Regions from separate parts of the Mus musculus genome. Here regions 2 and 3 are each linked to region 1. Evidence: chromatin contacts called from public promoter capture Hi-C data. All regions are on one chromosome and are shown on one strand. The core of a region is the stretch at or near the end of the contact, and the rest is flanking DNA. Distances in the headings are between cores, read along the strand shown.

Region 1 (3,254 bases), core at 225-2,724:
AATAGTGAACAAATTGGCATCATGTTTGTCTAGTTCTAGAATGTTAAAATTTGCCAGGGAACAAATTCAGAATAAATTAGCATGGATGATAGATTACACATTTGAAAACCTTGAAAGTTTACCTCTAGCACTAAAAAATAAGGGGAAATGGGGCACCAAATTAAACCAGGACAACTCTATGAGAATAACTATTGTGAGCAATCCATAGCCAGACAGTGGCTGGGTTTAATCCTTTAATCCCAACACTTGAGAGGCAGAAGCAAGCACACAAAAATTACAGTGATTAAAACTCAAAAAGAATTTCCTACTGTTGCCAAAAATACATTTTGCCCTAGGAAAGATATAACCTGCACAAAAAAAAAAAAAAAAAAAAAAAAAAAAGAAAAAGAAAAAATCCCACCCCCAGAGTTAACATTGGGGCAGGGTTTTCTTTTATCTTTCAAGGAGAATAAAAACATCCAAATAGGGAATCTAGAGACCACTGGACAAGTGAAACATCTGAGGAAAGAACTGATCATCAAGAAACAGTAAGATAGATGGCCAAGTGGCACCGCCCACCTCCAGCTCATCTCTGCTGCCCTCTGCAGACAGAGTGGCAAATGCTCTTTCTGTGGTCCCAATTCAATTAAAAATTAAAGCTGAGCTAGGCATGGTGGCGCACACCTTTAATCCCAGCACTCGGGAGGCAGAGACAGGCAGATTTCTGAGTTCGAGGCCAGCCTGGTCTACAGAGTGAGTTCCAGGTCAGCCAGGGCAACACAGAGAACCCTTGTCTCAACAAACAAACAAACAAATAAAAAAATTAAAGCTGGCTTTGGGGTTTGAGCATAGCTCTCCTTCTCTAAACCCACACATGCTTGTTAAAGGGAAATCCCAAATCTCTGTCTCATATCAGAGGAGCCTCCTCATATAGGACAGAGGAAAACAAGAAATAAGGGACTGTTCTAGTACCACTACTCTCATAATCTTTTGATCTTCATTTGACACTCTAAAACTTTCCTTAAGCTATAAATATTATCTCAAAAATATGTAAGATTATTATGTGTATATAGACTTACTGTCATACTAGGAGTTATACAGAATATTAACTAATTCTAGAAATAAGCTTCACCTGCTTCCCGTGCTGTTTTCAGGTTTGAGTCTGAAGCAGGTAACTAGGAACAAAGTTTGTGTACTTCAGATATACTTAATACATCATGGTCCTCAAATCTTTCAGAGATCTGCTGAATATGGCATTTAAAATGTTTAAGTCTTCTACCAAGCAATAACAATAACCTTGTGATCTCTGAGAAGATGATGGGGCCCTGTAACAGCCAATCTTCCTGCATTGTGGTAACATCAACCACTGGACAAAACTGCCCTATGCCACTTCTGCTGCCAGCATCAGTGCAAACAGTGGACACCTTTGGGTTGACTGCTATATTCTACCTAACCAGGATTGCCACTAAGGTGACAAACACCACCCAAAGATCAGGTTTGGACTACAACCTGCTCAGGACATTGAAATTGCTGAGTTCATAGGAGACTGACAGGAACATTTTACAGAACTTTGAACTCAAATTACTCCATCCTAGGCCTGCCAAATACAATACAATGCTGGACATTGTGGAAAGCTTGGCAGAAATGTCTTCATTATTGTAAATAGTTTTATTTTGTTAGAGTTAAACTCTTTCCTTTTTATTTAGACAAAAAGGGGGAAATGTTGCAGGATTTTTAAAAAAGAGGTCAAAGGTTTGGTTTGCAGGCCTATGATAAGGCAAAGATTTTTTTTTTTTTAATTTATGTATGTGAGTACACTGTCGCTGTCTTCAGACACACCAGAAGAGGGCATCAGATCCCATTACATATGGTTGTGAGCCACCACGTGGTTCCTGGGAATTGTTGTAAGCCACCATGTGGTTGCTGGGATTTGAACTCAGGACCTCTGGAAGAGCAGTCAGTGCTCTTAACTGCTGAGCCATCTCTCTGGCCCCTGTTGTAGGGTATTTGATCACATACACTGTAAACCCACCCCACCCCCAACCCCAAGATTGTATTATTAACTAGAGGGGGGAAAAAAAAACATTTTTCTAGTTGTGGTGTGGCTCAACTCTAGCACACACCTTTAATTCAAGAGCTTTCTGTTTATTGTAAACGAGATTAAATAGGTTGAGAGGTGGAGCAAATAACCAGTAGATAAGGAGTGAACATGGAGGAAAAACAGCAAGAGTAAGTCAGGAGGATATATAGAGATGCACTGGAAGTAGAAGGGAGGGACATTCAGTTTGAGGGTTTTTGACGGGGCATGGAGAAAAACTTTCTTTTGGGATGTCCTCTTTCTTTTAGACCTATAGAGGAAGGTCATCTGGGTGCTTTCTCTGCCTCTCTGAGCTAGGAGGCCTTCACCTCAGCATCTGGCTCCTGAGTCGTCATTGGAAAAATCAAATGATTGAGGTTTTCTTAAAAACAGCCTGGTATGCATAGAGAGTCCCAGGCTAGCCAGAGCTTCAAAGTGAGATCCTGTTTCAGCAAAACAAAGGCGATAGAGCTGGTTACATATTGGAAAAAGGAACATATCCCTAGGCCCTTAACAGGCAAGGCGGACAGTGGATTTGAATGTCTGCCACTACTACTTAGCTGTGTAGTCCTTGGGTAAATCACCTGGTCCCTCAAAACTGATTTTGCATGTATATAATGGAGATGGCAATGCTATCCTGCAGTATCATTGTGAAATTTAAGAAATCATAGAAAAGTGACATGTGTAATCAGGGAGACAAGATAATGGGTTATAATAAGTATGGGTGTTTTGCCTGTACTGTATCTGTGTACCAGATGTGTGTCTTATGCCTATGGAGAGTAGAAAAGACACCCTGTGGATGCTGGGAGTAGCCAATACTCTTAACTACTGAGCCATCACTCCAGCCCATTGGATGTAAATTTAACCTGATGGTTATGGCTTCATCCAGATCCAGACTGCACAAAATCCTACTCTTATAGTTGGTTGTGCTCTGTGATAGAAGTTAGCTATGTTCTACAGGAGATTCCAAGACCCAGAAGCCCCATCAGCTTCTTATGCTTTCCAGTATAGCTGTATTTTTACATGAATGCTGCCTTTCAGATCAATAGTTTGATTCTAAACATCCTGCGTTTAGCCAAACCTTCCCTCCGAGACCCAAAATGCCCTCCTAATCTCCAGAAAAATTTACACATAAATATGGATAAGACTAATGGAAAATTTTTCTACAGCCCTTAAAAACTCAACTATCCAGCTAAGT
Region 2 (3,254 bases), core at 500-2,999, 90 kb after region 1:
CTCCCTGCTGTATCCAATCATCTCCTAAGGAGACCAGCACAGCTGCCCTTTGGAAGATCATAACTAGGAGGCCTGAAATCAAGCCCCAGACCTATCACTCACGGCTGTGTGGCCCTAGGCAAGACATTCAAACTCCAGTTTTTTCTTTTTAATTATTATTATTTATATTTTCTTTACTTGTGTGTGTTTGTGTGTGTGTGTGTGTGTGTGTGGTGCAGGCATGTATGCGAGGTCGGGGGGACAATTTGTGGGAGTGAGTTCTATCTACCGCCATGAGGGTTCCAGGGCGTGAGCTCAGGTGTCACCAGGCTGGGCTGATTTACATTTACTTGACAAGCCATCCTGATAGCCCCTCAAACTCCAGTTCCGTGTATGTTACAAAAGGCTTATTACACTTATGTCAGAGTTTCTTCAAACGCTGGGCCATAGATACAGTTTCTTCCTTCTGTGTTCCCAGTGGGGACGGCAACACAGCAAGTGTGGAAGGAAAGAAAGATGAATGTATACATACAATATTTATTTCCAACAGGACCATTAAACCTCTTTAACATGACACCAAAAAATAACAAGGTCTACTAGGAGGGTCACCATGAAGGTCCATATTTGTACTAAATATTTAAATATATTTATAAGAAATTGTTCCTTGGGGCAGAAGTATCAATGATAAACATAACAATGCAGGAAAAAGGTCCTGAACCCTTATGTCTGAAGCCACACGCAGAGGTCCGGGCCACCTTTGTAAATCCACTAAACAAACAGTTACAAACAGGAAGGGCACAGCTCTTGGCCATTTGTGCCCCTGCCTAGACTTACAGTCGGGCCCATGAAGGACTGTGAGGTCTGGACAGGAAGAATTCAGCATCCGAAAGAAGGGGTTGAATTCTTTATTGCTACTTCCTAGTTGTTTTAATAGTGTACCCTTTGAAGCCAGTTCTAAAATGGGTTCAGTAACGTGTATGAAATTATTATATGTAATTAACATTGTCTCCCGCACTGCTGCAGGACTGCAGGTGATCCCCAAAGGATGAGCTGCGAGTTCTCTGAGCGCCCCCTGCTTCCCTGCAGAAAGGAACGCTAACGCTAACGTCAGGAGGACGTGTCCGTCCCACACCTGTATCACTTAGCTAGGACACTGGGACAGTCTCAGAACTGAGCAGGGGGAGGGTTCCAGAGCCAGGGTGGAGAAGCTGGCCTGGGGATGAAATGTCATGACTAAATTCCTGTCCCCAGAGTCAGCAGATCCAGTCTCAGCGCAGATTCCAACTCATCTCCCGGCTCCTTCCTCTTTTCCCAGGCCTCACGGATACACACAGCCCCCCGAGGTACCCTTGGTCACCCTGGATAGCCGGACTCAGAGTACAGCAGGGACCCAGGCCGGGTCTGACCGAGACTGGGCCTCCCGCCCCCGGTGGTGGCCTCAGCCTCCCCGGTTCCAGGCCGCTGCGCTGACTCACCCCCGCTCGCGAGTCCCGGCTGCGCAGAGGCCACCTGGCTGGCGGCAGGTGCCCCGAAACCCGGGTCATTCTCGATGCCAGCAATCTCGCTTTCCTGCTGGGCCAGGAAGGCGGCCGCTGGGTCCTCCTCGGCGGCCTCCGGGGCCCCGCTCTCCGACGATGAGAAGAAGCCGAAGTCCTCAGCCATCTTCCCCGCGTGGCTGCTGTCACCTCCCGCCCGCGCCCGCGGCCCGCACTTCCCGTCACCCGCCCGGCTTGCCTGTCACTGCGGCTGCAGCGGCGGCGGGAGGAGTCGCGGCGGGAATGCGGTGACGTCAGCGGCCGAGGGCGGGGCCCGCGGGGCTGGGTGGTCGCCCCGCCCTCGGTTCGAGCCCCCGAAGCCCACCTTCGGCTCCAGAGCGTGCCAGCAGCACTGGGCTGGCACCGGGTGCATTGAACCGAAAAGTTTCTCCCAGAGCTGATTTTGTGAGCTGCGTGATACAAGAGTACTCTTCCTGCGTAGGAGGAGGGAGCTGAGGCTGGGAAAGGCTTGAGTGCCAGGCGCGCACAGCAGAGCCTTGTTCTCTCAGGACTGAGTAAAGCATCCCGCCGCCCTATCTGTGTGATGAGCCCCTGAAATCAGGGACTGTTCCTCTTTCTCCCTGTCTGGTGACATTGATGTTCCTTAAGGCAACTAACTGGCTGATTGTTTTGTCTTTCAATTTGAGCTCTTTCTCTAGTTCTTAGAGCAGAGGGTCAGTTTGTCCCATTATTGGTTAGGTTCCCGTTGATTACTCAGTACAGTACAGGTGGAGCCTGCTTTTTTCTTTGGTAATTAATATACGTATTGTGACAGCAGATTGTATGCCAAACTCGCATTGCACATTGCAATTACTTTCGCGGTTTTTGTTGTTGTTGTTTTGTTTTTTAGTAGCCTGTTTGACCTCAAATTCTTGTATAGCTGAGGCTGGCTTCAAAGTAGTGATTTTTTTTTTTTTTTTTTTTTTTTTTTGTATTTCGAGACTGTTTTTCTGTATAGCCCTGGCTGTCCTGGAACTCACTCTGAAGACGAGGCTGGCCTCGAACTCTGAAATCTAACAGCCTCTGCCTCCCAAGTGCTGGGATTAAAGGCATGCGCCACCACTACCCGGAGACCTTTTTCAAAAATACAGTATCTTTTTTGGTTGTGTTTTTGTTTTTCAAGACAGGGTTTCTCCATGTATCCCTGGCTGATCCTGGAGCTCACTCTGTAGATAAGGCCGGCCTCAAATTCATAAAGATCCACATGTCTCTGCCTCTAGGATGCTGGGATTAAAGGCGAGCACCACCACTGCCAGGTGAGTACCTCTCTTTTAGTCTTTGTCAATTTATATATATATATATATGTATATATGTGTGTGTGTGTGTGTGTGTGTGTGTGTGTGTATATGTGTATATATATATATATATATATATACATATACATATATATATATTATGTATACAGTGTTCTGCCTGCATATATGCCTGTAGGACAGAAGAAGGCACCAAGATCACATCACAGATGGTTGTGAGCCACCATGTGGTTGCTGGGAATTGAACTCAGAACCTCTGGAAGAGCAGTCAGTGCTCTTAACCACTGAGCCATCTCTACAGCCCTCTTTGTCATTTTATACAAACAAGTAATGCATTTTGAGCATATGCTCCCCCCTCACATATCTCACGCCTCCCAGGTATCCCCTCCCTAACAGTTCCCCTCCCCCACTTGAAATTTTTTTATTTATTTATATATTTATGTGAGGACACTGTAGCTGTGCAAATGGCTGTGAGCCTTCATGTGGT
Region 3 (3,254 bases), core at 401-2,900, 69 kb after region 1:
CATCAATATTAGCTGGAAAACAACTCAGCCAGGGCACAGTACTACTTGTGAACCCTGGACTTCTTCGTTTCTCTCTCTTTGAATCTTGGGCTCTCTGGCTGTAGAGTGAAGAGTCAGAGTGCCCTTTCTACATGAGAGAGGACAGGACGGTAGAAGAACACAGCCCACACTCACCATTTACCACATAGGGCTTCCGTACAAGATCCCGGGGTCGCTCCTCCGTGTCTACCTCCATGGCCTTTACCTGTAAAGAACAGGTTTGAGACCAACAGACAAGCACCTTTGGTCAGAGTTTGACCAACGTTAGGGAAGGACATTCCCTATGGAAACACAACTATGTCTTGTATCAGAAAATCCTTGCCCAAAGTCACTAGAACCAGATCACACCACACACGGTATGTTCATGCTCACACTCACATGTCATACCACACACAGTATGCTCATGCTCACACTCACATGTCACACCACACATGGTATGTTAATGCTCACACTCACATGTCACACCACACATGATATGTTCATACAGTTGCATATGACACCCACAGTAATATTTTTAACAAGCAATTCATCTTTCTGCCTATATCTATGCTTTCCTTACTCTGCTGTGTAGTAGCACCACAAAAACCATGTGCATGAAGAGCGCTTTATAAGTTACAGGGAGCCATGTCCGATAGCTTCTTCATGGGGAGGACTTACCTGCCAGTGCTTAGTTATAATTTTACTAAAAAAAAAAAAAAAAAAAAAAAAACTCTTGGGGTAAGCCGGGGGGTGTTGGTGCACGCCTTTAATCCCAGCACTTGGGAGGCAGAGGCAGGCAGATTTCTGAGTTCGAGGCCAGCCTGGTCTACAAAGTAAGTTCCAGCACAGCCAGGGCTATACAGAAAAACCCTGTCTCGAAAAACGAAAAAACAACAAAACAAAAAAAACCCCTCAAGCTCTGGGGGACAGAAAAAGATACATTCTAGAAAATTCCACTGACCTGAGAAGAAATGGTAAGCAGAGGAGGGGGCGTGAATAAAGGAGGTCGTTAAAGGTCTTTGACCAGAATTAGTGCAAGCAAAATGACTTTATCACAAATATGGGAAGTAAGTGTGTGTGTGTGTGTGTGAGAGAGAGAGAGAGAGAGAGAGAGAGAGAGAACAAATTCTGAAACTCTGCTCAGTGAAGGAACGTCAGGTGGGAAGGAAAATAGGAAGCGGCTAGTGTGGAGATGGGGAAAGTGCTTTGCGTTATCAGTACCTTCTTCTTACGGAGGGGAACCGCCTTGTTGGGGTCCATGGCCAACCCCATCTCCGCCAGGTTCTGCCGCACGGATTTGGTGTGGTCCCAGGCATGTCGTATGTGGGAACTAACATCAAAGAGAGAGAGAGAAATCGAGATTCTGTCACCTCACCTTAGATCCCAGCCCAGGCCCCCGCCTCCAAACTGGCCCCTCACCACTCAATCCGTGGCGCTGCCTTCCGACGAGCATTCCGGTTCAGACGCTTTCGGTTGACGTTGTAACCGAACTTCTGCCTCCGAGTCTTTCCCTTAGCCTTGGGCATCTCGCTAACTGCCCCAACAGCAGCTCAAACCCTTGAAACAGCAGCTCAAACTCAAGAACCACGCTCTCAGAGCCGCGTGTTAATAGTCTCCGTCCACCCGTGCGCGCAAGGATTCTTGGGAAATGTAGTTTTAGTAGTTAGTGCCTCCACATTCACTTACTACAACTCCCAGAAAGCAACGGGCAATGGCGCCTGCGTGCTACACTCAGCAAGCTATTTCCCCGCCCCGTAGTGACCTCATCAGAAGGCGGGGTCCGGTGTCCGGATTTGTGTCCTACCTATTTCTGTGCTGGTGGGTATGGCGGCTCCCGGTCCTGTGAGTCCAGAGGCGCCTTTTGATCCGTCCAAGCCCCCAGTTATCGAGGGCTTCAGCCCCACGGTCTACTCCAACCCAGAGGGCTTTAAGGAAAAGTTTATTCGCAAGACCCGTGAGAACCCAATGGTGCCTATAGGTAAGTGTGTGCTGTAGGAACGGAAGACCGAGAGGACAGCGGTTTCGTAGGGAAAGGAAATAGGGGTGGATCAAGTAAGCCTGGGGTTTGGGAAGGGGAGCGGACCAGAGGTGTGACGAAATGACGGTGCGGGGTGGGGGGTGACTGAAACGAATCGGAATGCATTGCGGGGCTTGGGACTAGATGAAGCAGACTGTAGAACTGCCCTCCTGTTGTGGCTCTGGGAAAGCTGGGACGGGCTACATCCTTAAGGGACCTGCAGGACCCGACCTGTTGCCTCCCGCGTGTGTTGTCCTCTCCCCAGGCTGTCTGGGGACGGCGGCTGCCCTCACCTATGGCCTTTACTGCTTCCACCGCGGCCAGAGCCACCGATCCCAACTCATGATGCGCACCCGGATCGCTGCACAGGGTTTCACGGTCGTAGCCATCTTGTTGGGGTTAGCGGCATCTGCTATGAAGTCTCAAGCCTGAGTATAGCCGGGTCTTAAAGCGCCATGGAAACCATTACAAAACCCAGGAACAACAGACATCCCTGTCAGACTTGCTCCCTCCGTTTCAGACCGGACCTTATTGTCATTTGGGTGAGGAAGTGGCCGATTTTGTAACTGATTTGCGCTTCCACCGCTGCCCCCTCCCGCTCCCAAAATCCCAGGTTCATTTCAGTTGGGTTGCATGCTTCTATTTGTGATGCGTCCCCTTAATTACTTAATAAAAGCTTATTACACTTGTATGTGATGAACTATTTCTTAATCTCATTCCTACGATCAAAACCATGATTTTTCCTTTAAATTTTTAAGAGGGAACAGGCTGTCAGTAGGACTGGCCTTTAAAAATCAGCTAGGTCTGACAGTGCATGCCTATTGCCTTAACTGTTCTGAAGGTTGAGGGAGAAGAAAGAATCTTGCCTGACTGCACATGACTTCAAGAGTTCAAGATCACCGGGCAGTGGTGGCACATGCCTTTAATCCCAGCGCTTGGGAGGCAGAGGCAGGTGGGTTTCTGAGTTTGAGGCCAGCCTAGTCTACAGAGTGAGTTCCAGGACAGCCAGGGCTATACAGAGCCTGTCTCGAAACCCTGTCTCGGAAAAAAAAAAAAATGCAAGATCACTCAGTAGAGTAACTTAGACTCTGTATCATTTAAAATGGCCTGAGGGTACAGCTCAGCAGTACAGTACATAGTGATTGTGAGGCCGGAGGTTTATTCTCCAGTTGTGAAAGAGGAACATAGAGCCTAGTGCTATCCAAACTTTCCTCGGCAC

The links. Promoter capture Hi-C pulls out the DNA fragments that hold promoters and counts their contacts.
Region 2: a contact with region 1 is called in a promoter capture Hi-C map of liver. The contact joins the promoter of Cltb here to the enhancer-like site in region 1. A contact is called at or near these places in 6 of 39 promoter capture datasets (embryonic stem cells, liver, macrophages and 1 more), 4 of 484 Hi-C or Micro-C datasets (cortical glia, liver and nephron progenitors), 6 of 115 datasets of contacts at active chromatin or transcription factors (the SCID.adh cell line, embryonic stem cells and epiblast stem cells) and 3 of 9 other capture datasets (adipose tissue, liver and pancreatic islet).
Region 3: a promoter capture Hi-C map of liver shows a contact between it and region 1. The contact joins the promoter of Nop16 here to the enhancer-like site in region 1. A contact is called at or near these places in 1 of 39 promoter capture datasets (liver), 3 of 115 datasets of contacts at active chromatin or transcription factors (the SCID.adh cell line and embryonic stem cells) and 3 of 9 other capture datasets (adipose tissue, liver and pancreatic islet).

Annotation. Positions count from the first base shown.
Region 1 is chr13:54,519,842-54,523,095 of GRCm38.p6, forward strand. All of the region lies in intron 1 of Simc1 (SUMO-interacting motifs containing 1), which reads left to right. Among named protein-coding and RNA genes, the nearest start is that of Simc1, 18 kb to the left of the region's middle. Within about 2 kb of position 1,475, at least 2 of the 459 cell types and tissues checked have an H3K27ac peak or open chromatin away from gene starts, as enhancers often do. A contact at or near this core is called in liver, where this site is marked.
Region 2 is chr13:54,609,624-54,612,877 of GRCm38.p6, forward strand. Cltb (clathrin, light polypeptide (Lcb)) reads right to left here and starts at 1,750. Exons shown (of 6, transcript NM_001347512.1): 1 at 1,455-1,750. The coding sequence starts at 1,641.
Region 3 is chr13:54,588,424-54,591,677 of GRCm38.p6, forward strand. It overlaps Nop16 (NOP16 nucleolar protein), which reads right to left and starts at 1,651. Exons shown (of 5, transcript NM_178605.4): 1 at 1,438-1,651; 2 at 1,240-1,348; 3 at 175-244. The coding sequence starts at 1,544. Higd2a (HIG1 domain family, member 2A) reads left to right here and starts at 1,808. Exons shown (of 2, transcript NM_025933.3): 1 at 1,808-1,996; 2 at 2,301-2,724. The coding sequence starts at 1,843. The coding sequence ends at 2,467.